Linked DNA regions of Mus musculus: all the other regions are linked to region 1. Evidence: chromatin contacts called from public promoter capture Hi-C data. All regions are on one chromosome and are shown on one strand. The core of a region is the stretch at or near the end of the contact, and the rest is flanking DNA. Distances in the headings are between cores, read along the strand shown.

Evidence for each region. Promoter capture Hi-C pulls out the DNA fragments that hold promoters and counts their contacts.
Region 2: a contact with region 1 is called in a promoter capture Hi-C map of the HPC-7 cell line. The contact joins the promoter of Fxyd3 here to the promoter of Pmis2 in region 1. A contact is called at or near these places in 19 of 39 promoter capture datasets (the 3T3-L1 cell line, 3T3-L1-derived adipocytes, the C10 cell line and 12 more), 1 of 15 datasets of contacts at CTCF or cohesin (the NIH/3T3 cell line), 3 of 484 Hi-C or Micro-C datasets (B cells, bone marrow-derived macrophages and embryonic stem cells) and 1 of 9 other capture datasets (liver).
Region 3: a contact with region 1 is called in a promoter capture Hi-C map of liver. The contact joins the enhancer-like site here to the promoter of Pmis2 in region 1. A contact is called at or near these places in 16 of 39 promoter capture datasets (the 3T3-L1 cell line, the C10 cell line, the HPC-7 cell line and 9 more) and 2 of 115 datasets of contacts at active chromatin or transcription factors (large pre-B cells and memory CD8 T cells).

What each region holds. Positions count from the first base shown.
Region 1 is chr7:30,670,030-30,673,039 of GRCm38.p6, forward strand. Pmis2 (PMIS2 transmembrane protein) reads right to left here and starts at 1,576. Exons shown (of 2, transcript NR_027849.1): 1 at 1,471-1,576; 2 at 693-1,151.
Region 2 is chr7:31,075,213-31,078,222 of GRCm38.p6, forward strand. It overlaps Fxyd3 (FXYD domain-containing ion transport regulator 3), which reads right to left and starts at 1,485. Exons shown (of 8, transcript NM_008557.2): 1 at 1,409-1,485.
Region 3 is chr7:31,011,785-31,014,794 of GRCm38.p6, forward strand. The region is part of intron 2 of Gm42377 (a long non-coding RNA gene); the gene reads right to left. Among named protein-coding and RNA genes, the nearest start is that of Gm42377, 16 kb to the right of the region's middle. Within about 2 kb of position 1,422, at least 3 of the 459 cell types and tissues checked have an H3K27ac peak or open chromatin away from gene starts, as enhancers often do. A contact at or near this core is called in liver, where this site is marked.

The DNA of each region.
Region 1 (3,010 bases), core at 326-2,825:
TGCTTGCTCCGGCCCAAAGATTTCTTTATTATACTTAAGTACACTGCAGTTGATTTCAGATGCACCACAAGAGGGCGTCAGATCTCATTATGGGTGGTTGTGAGCCACCATGTGGTTGCTGGGATTTGAACTCAGGACCTTCAGAAGAGCAGTCAGTGCTCTTAACCGCTGAGCCATCTTGCTAGCCCAAGATAGGGTTTTTCTATTACACAGCCCTGGCAGTCCTGAAACTCACTATCTCTGGCTGGTCTAAAACTCATAAATCCATCCTGCCTCTGCCTCCTGAGTGCTGAGATTAAAGTCATGTGACAGCACACGTGGCCAAGGTTTCTGGTTTTTTGCTTTTTGTTTTTTTCCTGCTCTGAGACACCAAAAGCCCAGCACCTCAGCTTGAGAGGGAAGTCATGTAGAGTAAACACACATTCAGATTCCTAAACACACTCCCATCTTATTATGAATTATTATGTATACTTTACAACAAAAACAGGTTCAGGAAATCAAAGACGTGCAATTTTAAAAAATATGTGTGTGTGTTTGTAAGTGTCTCTGCTTCCCAAATTCTGGGATTATAAATGTGTGCCACAGAGCCTGGCACCATTATTGCAGTCTGACTTTCACAGGGTCTAAGCCAACATAGCTCCAGTGAAACTATTATTGATCCAGAGAAACATCTACACCCAGACACAGGCAAAGCCGGGATATTCCCTTCAATTTTATTGGGCTCAGAAATGTGATTTTTTTTTTTTTCATGAAAGAGCAGCTCAGTGGCTTATGCAGATTTAGAACTTGAGATGTGGACTTCCAAGATGCTTTTAGACAGCCGTGGAAGACAAATGAGAATGAACTGGTGGAGTGTAGTCAGGTGGCCTGCCTGGGGCCGTTTTTTGGATGTTGAGTTTTTTGGTTGGTGGGTTTCTTGGCAAGGGCATTTCTGAAGCTCTGAGTTTCTTCTTGATGGCTGGTCAAAGTCTAAGTGAGCATGTCTGTTGGGGGAGGAGCCCGTAGATGCTGATGTGTAGCTTTCATAGGACTAGGACAAGTATATAAATGATGCCTACAAAGGCTACTATGGCCAACATATTAAACCACATAGTTCGAGATGAGTTCCGGTAGGCGTCTTCCCAGTTGCTGCATTTATTGGCTTCGTTGGTCTGTAAGGGTAGGAGCATGAGTATGGGTTTCTGAGACAAGAAGCTCTTGGAAGGAGGGTTGGAGCCCTATAGCCACTGTGGGAAGAGCCCGACCCAAGACCTAGGACACAAACAGTTGCAGGTGGCAAGCAGAGGATAGGATGAGCAGTGGAGGCGGGCGGGGGGTGGGGCGGGGATACTTTTACCTGGATGCTGAAGTATATGGCTAATATCCCAAAGGGTAGGAAAAGAATCATCGCCAAGAGAGCCAGCATGACATAATTCCGAGCGTAAAATTTCAGTTCATCTGGAGTCTGTGGACGGTCTAGTGGCTTCCTACCTGGGGCTCCTTGTTCGTCTGTATCCATGATCTTTTCACTCAATGACAGATCCTGGTGTCTTGAAAATAGAGACCCAGATCCACCGAACTTCCCCGGGCCCTACCCAGAATCCTAAGAGCTGCGCAGTCAAAGGACATTCTTCACAATGGCTGTAAGGACATCTCCAGTCCTGATTGGCTACTCTCAAGAGGTGGGCGTGGTCGCGCTGTTTTTAGACAGTTGGTGCCAAGGAAGTGTGGTGCTGTGACAACTTTGTTCTTGTACCCTCACAGGGATTGATTGTGGGAAAGTCTGCCTCTTGCCTCTTTCTTCTGCCGAGTACCAAGGGATAGGAGAAGGAAGGCCTCAGAAGAGTAGGTAGATAAACCTGTGAGAAAGCTAGATTTAGCCAGGCATTGTGGCGACCATCTTTAATCACAGCACTTGAGAGACTGAGGCAGATCTCCCAATCTCTGTAAATGCAGTGCCAACTTGGTCTACACAGCCAGTTCTGGGACTACATAGTGATGCCCTGTCTCAAAATAATGCCTGCCAGGTCTCAATAGCAAAATCTTACCTGTAGAAAGAAAGATAAGTGGTAGATAGATAGATAGATAGATAGATAGATAGATAGATAGATAGATAGATAGATAGACAGATAGATAGATTGATAGATAGATAGAACCGAGTGAGCTGTGGCCACTTATAATCCCAGCATTTGAGAAAGGATTTCATATAGCCCAGGCTGGCCTGGAATTCACTTGACAGCCAAGAATGAGTTTGATCTCTTGACCCTCTCTTTTCTGCCTTCTGAAGTATAAGGATTGCAGACATACTCCCTATATATCTGGAAGAAAAATTGTATGTATGTATGTATGTATATATGTATGTATGTATGTAAGAACTGCCTTAAAGTGGAATGCCACTTAAATGTAGATATAGCTCAATGGTTTTAGTCCCCCAGAACTGTTTATAAAAATACAAATGGCATAGGAAGTCATCAGGGTGTACTCTTCAGATTGCCCCAGGTTCCTGCTGCCTCACTGCTACGCACACTCCAGTGAAGTTTGCTTGGCAGGCCGAGAAGCCTGGGAGCACTCATGAGGCAAAGAGTTTCAAGGAAACTCACCTCCTGGAACTTTGGCGTTCTCATAATCCGTATATTCATACCCTATCCCCGCGTTAGTGTGGTGTATGGATCCACGTGCTCTCTTTTACTATTGTCTTATTATAAGTGCCTTTAAAGATTGAATTCTGACATAGCTAAGCCTTCGCCAGTGTTCCAATGTCCCAGAAAGACCTTAAAGCCGACAAACTGGGAATTCAGTAGGAATCCAGTGAGGTTACCTATTCAGTAACATTCAGATTTACTTCTAGTAGAGACAGTGAAACTAATTAGGCATTACAAAGAACCTAGCCATAATAGCTCAGGGCTGGTCTGCAGAGTGTTTACTTGAGGCAGTAGCCAGTCTCACCCAAACACAATGGCCTAGCTAATCCGTGGGTTTACCATGTAAAAGTTAGGGAATCCCACTGAGACAGGGATCTTCACTACAGCCA
Region 2 (3,010 bases), core at 235-2,734, 410 kb after region 1:
GGTGTGGCTCAGTGGTAGAGTACCTGCTTAGAATCCCCCTATGAGAGGCTGGGGGCGTGGCTCAGTGGTAGAGCCCCTGCCTAGAATCCCCCTGTGAGAGGCTGGGGGCGTGGCTCAGTGGTAGAGCCACTGCTTAGAATCCCTCAGAGAGGGGCTAGCAATGGAGGCTTGCTTAGCCTGCTCTTCAGGCCCTGGACTTAATTAACACTTATCACTCACACACACACACACACACACACACACACACACACACACACACATACCATGCACACACATACCCTGGACCCATTTGTTTAGATTAGACATATATTTCTTGTAGTTGATTTGGGGACTATTTCTCAGATGTCTAGGGCCCCAGCAAGCTTTGGGGAGCTCCAGTAGTGGTTAGGGGTCTCAGCTATGGATGCTTGTGGTCTAAGGCTGCCCCCTGATACTCTGTCACACATGCATGGGTTGCAGCTGAGTGCCCAGCCTATGCGGCCATTTTTCTCAGTTCCAGCCTGACTCCCTCATACTGTCTTTTCAGCTTGATGAAGCTGACACTGTTCTTATCCCACACAGCCATCACATGGGAATTCATCCTAACGCTGTGTGCTCTATCAATATGGCTGCTGAATCTCACCTCTTACACTTCTCTCTCCAGACTCTTCCAAGACCCCAAAGGACCACAATCTCTGAGTGAACCAGAGTGGGAGCCAGCACAGAGAGAACCAGCCTTGCTGGGACACTAAGCACCCCTCATCTGCTTCCTGCCTGTGCTAGTCAGAGGGCAGCTTCCGTGTTTTCCCCTACTCCAGGACGGTGGATGGTCATATCTGCAGGGTAGGATGCATACACCCTTGTCATCTGAGTCCCCATCTCCTAACCAAGTCCCGCTTTACAGCTTCCCTGGATCAGACTTCTCTCTCCTGGTGTTCATCTATCTTCCTTGTGCCCTAATAATACCTGGCCGCTCAGACACACACCTCCATCTGCTTCCTCCCCCCAGGGCACTTAAATTACTCTTCATCTACTTAGTTACCCCTAGACACCCCTCTACTCTCATCCACTGAGAAACCCTCAATCACGATATTACGATGTAGTCACTTCCTGTACACCCTGACACCTCAGATACCTCAGGTAAACCCAGACTTCTCATCTTCTCAGACCTCCCCCAGGCTTCCCCAATCCGTCTATGAATATCAGGTGAGTCCCCCCAGTTGTATAATCCAGTCCCACAGAGGTGAGCCATCTGGGACAATCAGCTGACAGAGGCGGGTAGTCTCCTGTCCCCATAAAAGAATCTTTAAGCAGGAAAGTTTTAGGGGTCTTTAACCCCAGTTTCTATGTAATAGGTGCAGTTAGAGGAGAGTTAGAGAGAGTGGGGGAGCAGAGGCTCAGGGAGGAAGGGGCCCCCAAGGCCACTCACCTGAGTAGCTCAACAGGCTGAGAGGTGGTTCCGGGAGAAAGCAGAGTATGGACTTGCCAAGCCGGGACAGCCTTTATCCACACTGCCACGCCCTGAGCAAACCTGGGCAGGCAGGCACAAGTCAGGTCTCCCTGAGGCGAGGGACGCCCCCACTCCATTCCTCCCTTAAAGAGACAGTTCTACTCATTCTTTAACTATAGTAGCCTCAGGTAAAGTGGAAGGGGACCAGGGTGGGCTGAGGATTGGAGGGAAGAGGGTGTGTCTGATCTCCCAAACATCAAAGGAGACTGGGAACGGGGAAGATTCTGGGGTCCTTAATGACAGACGCCCATCATCCTGGAACGATGTGGGAGAACGTGGAACATACATGTAATCTGTTTCTGATTTAGGTTGTAGTGGGGGTGGGGCTTTTTCTTTATTTGTTTGAGACAAGCTCTCACTATGTAGCTCTGGCTGGCCTGGGAACTCACACTACAGACCAGGCTGGACTTGATCTTGTTGAGAGTCACCCATCTCTGTCTCGCAGGCTGGGATTTAAGGCATGCACCACCAGTTGTTGTTTTGTTTGGGGATGCACCCACTGGCATTTGTAGGGAACTAAAGCCCACTCTCCATTCTGCATTCTTTGTTGGCAGGGGTTAATAAAAGACACTGACAAGGCCAAAGTTGTAATAGGAAGAAGGCACTCAAGTGGTGGGTAGAAGTTGGGGAAGGTCTGGTTCTTGGGGTTCATAGACCAGGCCCCAGAAGACTGAAAACCGAACTGACTTTCAACGTTTCTCTCAGAGATGAGGAGATGTCGGGTGGACGTTCAATCTACGGAGTGGGTGTGGGCATGGATGTGGATGTCAAAGTTGTCTTCCTCTACTGCAGATGAGTTCCCTGTACTCTACAAGCCCCCACCCTTCCCTGCCCCCTGTCCAAATGGCACTCCTTCCGCCTGGGGTCTGTAAGGCTCCCACATGGTCCCTGCTGGAGGTGCCCCCTCCCCCAAAATTCTTCCTCCTTACACAGAAGAACTTTTGTCCGGGGTCTGGATGGAGAACAAGGCACCATTGAGTGGCTGGCAGAGGATTGGGGTCACCGGGAGGGGCAGGGCCAGGAAAGGGGTGGCTTCTATTCGGCCACCAGCTGGACTCCAGACGACCCCCAACACTATGGTGAAGGCGGTAGGGTGGAGACCCAGAGGCACCAGGCTTGGGAGAGGTTGCTGTTGTGGGTGTGGAGAGGAAAGTTTAAGGGAACTTAGGGCCAAGGGTCTGTGGGGCAAGGAAAAGGACTCCCCACTTCTCGCCAAGGCCTCCCTCCCTGATGTAGCTCACTTAACTATGATAGTCTGTGTTCCCTGTTGGTAGCTCCTGATCTTCAGGCCCTAGCCAGGACAAGGCATCCTGCCTCCCATAAAGGAGCGGAGCCCTCCCTCAGGGCAGTACCAAAGCAAGAAGCACAGCTAGAGATACAAACAGAGGAAGGACAGGCCTGGCAGTGGTCTGGCCTGGGATGGAGGGAAGAGACTTCCAGGTCCCCTTAGGGCATCTTTGTACCTAGCCACATCTTCCAGAAGCTCGACTGCCTCTGGGGAAAACATCTAAAACCCTTGGT
Region 3 (3,010 bases), core at 172-2,671, 340 kb after region 1:
AGTTCGAGGCCAGCCTGGTCTACAAAGTGAGTTCCAGAACAGCCAGGGCTATACAGAGAAACCCTGTCTCGAAAACAAACAAACAAACAAACAAACAAAACAAACAAACAAAAAAAAAGAGTTTCATTGCTGTGACGAGATATCATGACCACGGCAACTCTTATAAAGGAAATCATTTAATTGGGGCTGGTTTACAGTTTCAGAAGCTTAGTCCATTATCATCATGGCGGGACAATGGCAGCATGCAGCCAGACATGGAGCTGGAGGAGCCGAGTGTTCTAAGCAGAAGGAGACTGTGTGCCACACTGAGTGGAGCTTGAGCATGTACAACCTCAAAGCCCGCTTCCACAGTGATGCAATTCTGACAAAAGGCCACACCATTCTCTATGGCCAAGCATTCAATACAGGAATCTATAAGGGCCATTCCTATTCTCTGCCCCCCCCCCCCAGGGGTGTGTGTTTGTGTGTGTGTGTGTGTGTGTGTCTATGTATTTCTGCCAATTTTGTTTCCTTGTTGTGATGGTTTGTATATCCTTGGGCCAGGGAGTGGCACCATCTGGAGGTGTGGCCTTGTTGGAATAGGTGTGACCTGGTTGGAATGGGTGTGTCACTGTGGGTATGGGCACTAAGACACTTGTATTGATCAGTGTCTTTTTCTGGTGTGAGACCCCTCCACAACCCTGCTTAAGACCTGTGCCTCCTCCTGTTGGGGACCTGAATCCTTTTGGCTCTGCCAGGTCACCCAGAGTTGAGGGAGGGGGACCTTTATTGTCTGGGAGCAGAAGTGCTTGCTTGTGACGGTCATGGATGAACACCTGTGGGTCATCATTAGGAAAGAGGGTAGCAGGATTAATGGTGGTGGAATTCTCAAACTAGACTCGAGGGTGGTCCAAGAGTATTGGGTCATGCAGTCCTTAGACAGCTGGTGTTCTGGTGTTCCCCGGAGGAGGGTCCCAACCATATGGGGTGCTATGAGTTATAAGATCCTGACCCTTAGTTTCATTAGACTAACAGTAGCCACCATAGCTCTTAGACAGGTGGGCCAATCCTGTGGCCAGAGGGTCCAACCATTTGGTCAGGTATGTCAGAGGATGAAAGATAAAACTTTCAATTGCATGGGAGCTGCAATTGTTGTGTTAACTGAAATGATTTGGGCTGAAGCCAGGTGGCTCAGCTCAGAGAGCAGAACTGATCGATCTGACACAGGCTCTCAGATAGCGAAAAGGAAAGTCGGCCACCATATACACCACGTTCAGTGCTTTTACTAAGGGGTATGATCTATAAAGAAAGAGGGCTTCTCACCATTGGGTAAAAGGACATTAAGAAAAAAAAAATCTTGGCCCTCTTAGAGGCTATTTGGCTTCTGTCGTCCATTGCCAGGCTGCTGACTTGGCTGTCTGACAAACAGTCCTAAGACCAGTCAGGCCTGTTGATATTCAGATGACATACTACTTGGTACTGCCTGAGACTCTGGTAAAGAAATGGACAACTCACACCCACAGGTTGATGGAGAACACCAGAGGGAAAGACCATTTTCCCAGGAACAACTGGCAGGACTCTGGTAACTGACCTTTATCACCAGGTTATTCATCTGGGGTCCACAGAACTGAGTTACTCAGATCACAGTATGTTTGTTACACCTGCACTTAGTCAGCCTAGCCCAGGATGTCTCAGCCAGATGCCAGGCTTGTACTCAAGTGAAACTTAAACATAGAACCTTTACCCAGGAAGGGGTCCAAATGAGAGACCAACACACCTGCCAACTCTGGGAACACTGGCTTCACAAAGATCAGCCTGCCAGGGGAGGATAAAAGTACTTGCTAGTTTTTAAAGATACCTTTTTCAGGTAGGTAGTAGTGTTCCTCACCCAAACAGACACTGCTCAGATAGTAACTAGAAAGCTCCTCCGGGAACTGATCCCCTGACTAGGCTTCCCCCTAGCAATGGGGTCTGGCCGTAGCCTGGCTTTCATAGGAAAAACTTCTTAATTAATAGCTAAAGCTTTTGACATAGAGTAAAAACTTCATTGTGCATATAGGCCTCAAAGTCCTGGCCTGGGGTAAAAAATGAACAGGGCATAAAACAACACAACACCACCAAAAAACAAAACAAAAATCCCCTCTATAAAACTCTCATTAGAGTCCAGCAGTAGATAGACAGGTCTTGTTTTGCTTCCACCCACGGCACCCCATATAGCAAGGGATTTATCCCCTATTTTTGGAAGACCTCCCCCACTGCTTCCTAGGCTTGGAGACCAGCAGTTTGCAGAACTCTAACCATTTCTTTCTCAAGTCACTAAGGCCCTCCAGTCCTTCATAAAGGCTTGGCACTCGTCTCTCTGAGAGGCCCAGCCAATCTCTGAGTCCACCAGCAGTATCCCTTTGTTTGAGGCCCGTGATGCTGTCTGGATCAAGCAAAGGGAACTGACTTGGAAAGGGCCCTACATGGTGATGTTGTTCCACTCCTATGGCTATGAAGGTAGCTGGCATTACACCATGAATCCACTGGACCAGGTCAAGAAAGCAGAAGCCACAGACAGCTGCCAACGCCAAATGGACTGTGGAAAATCAAGGTCTCTCATCAGGCCTCAGCTCGTTCAATGCCAATGTAATCCAATGCTGATAAAATTAAAGGTCTGGAAGGAAGAGTCTGGCCTTTGGGAAACAAGAAAAACCTGAGGAAATAGACTCTATATCCATTGGAATAACCTGAGGACAGGTTTATTACCCCCCCCCCCCAAAAAAAAACCCCTGCCCTTCTGGGTCCCCAGACTTAGGGTCTTATTAGAGATTTCCTATCCATGGCAAAACCTTGGCCAATTTTCCCCTCTAAAGCACTTGGTACAAAATTGGCTAGGATTTCTGGTTATGCTTAGACACGTGGTCCCCGTGCTATACAGGGATAGGAACTAACCGCACTGTCAGCCCTTTGACTGACGAAACTCACTGACTCAGGGCAGCCCAAATACACATTAGAGGACTTACAAAGGTCTAGTATCCAACACTTTTAA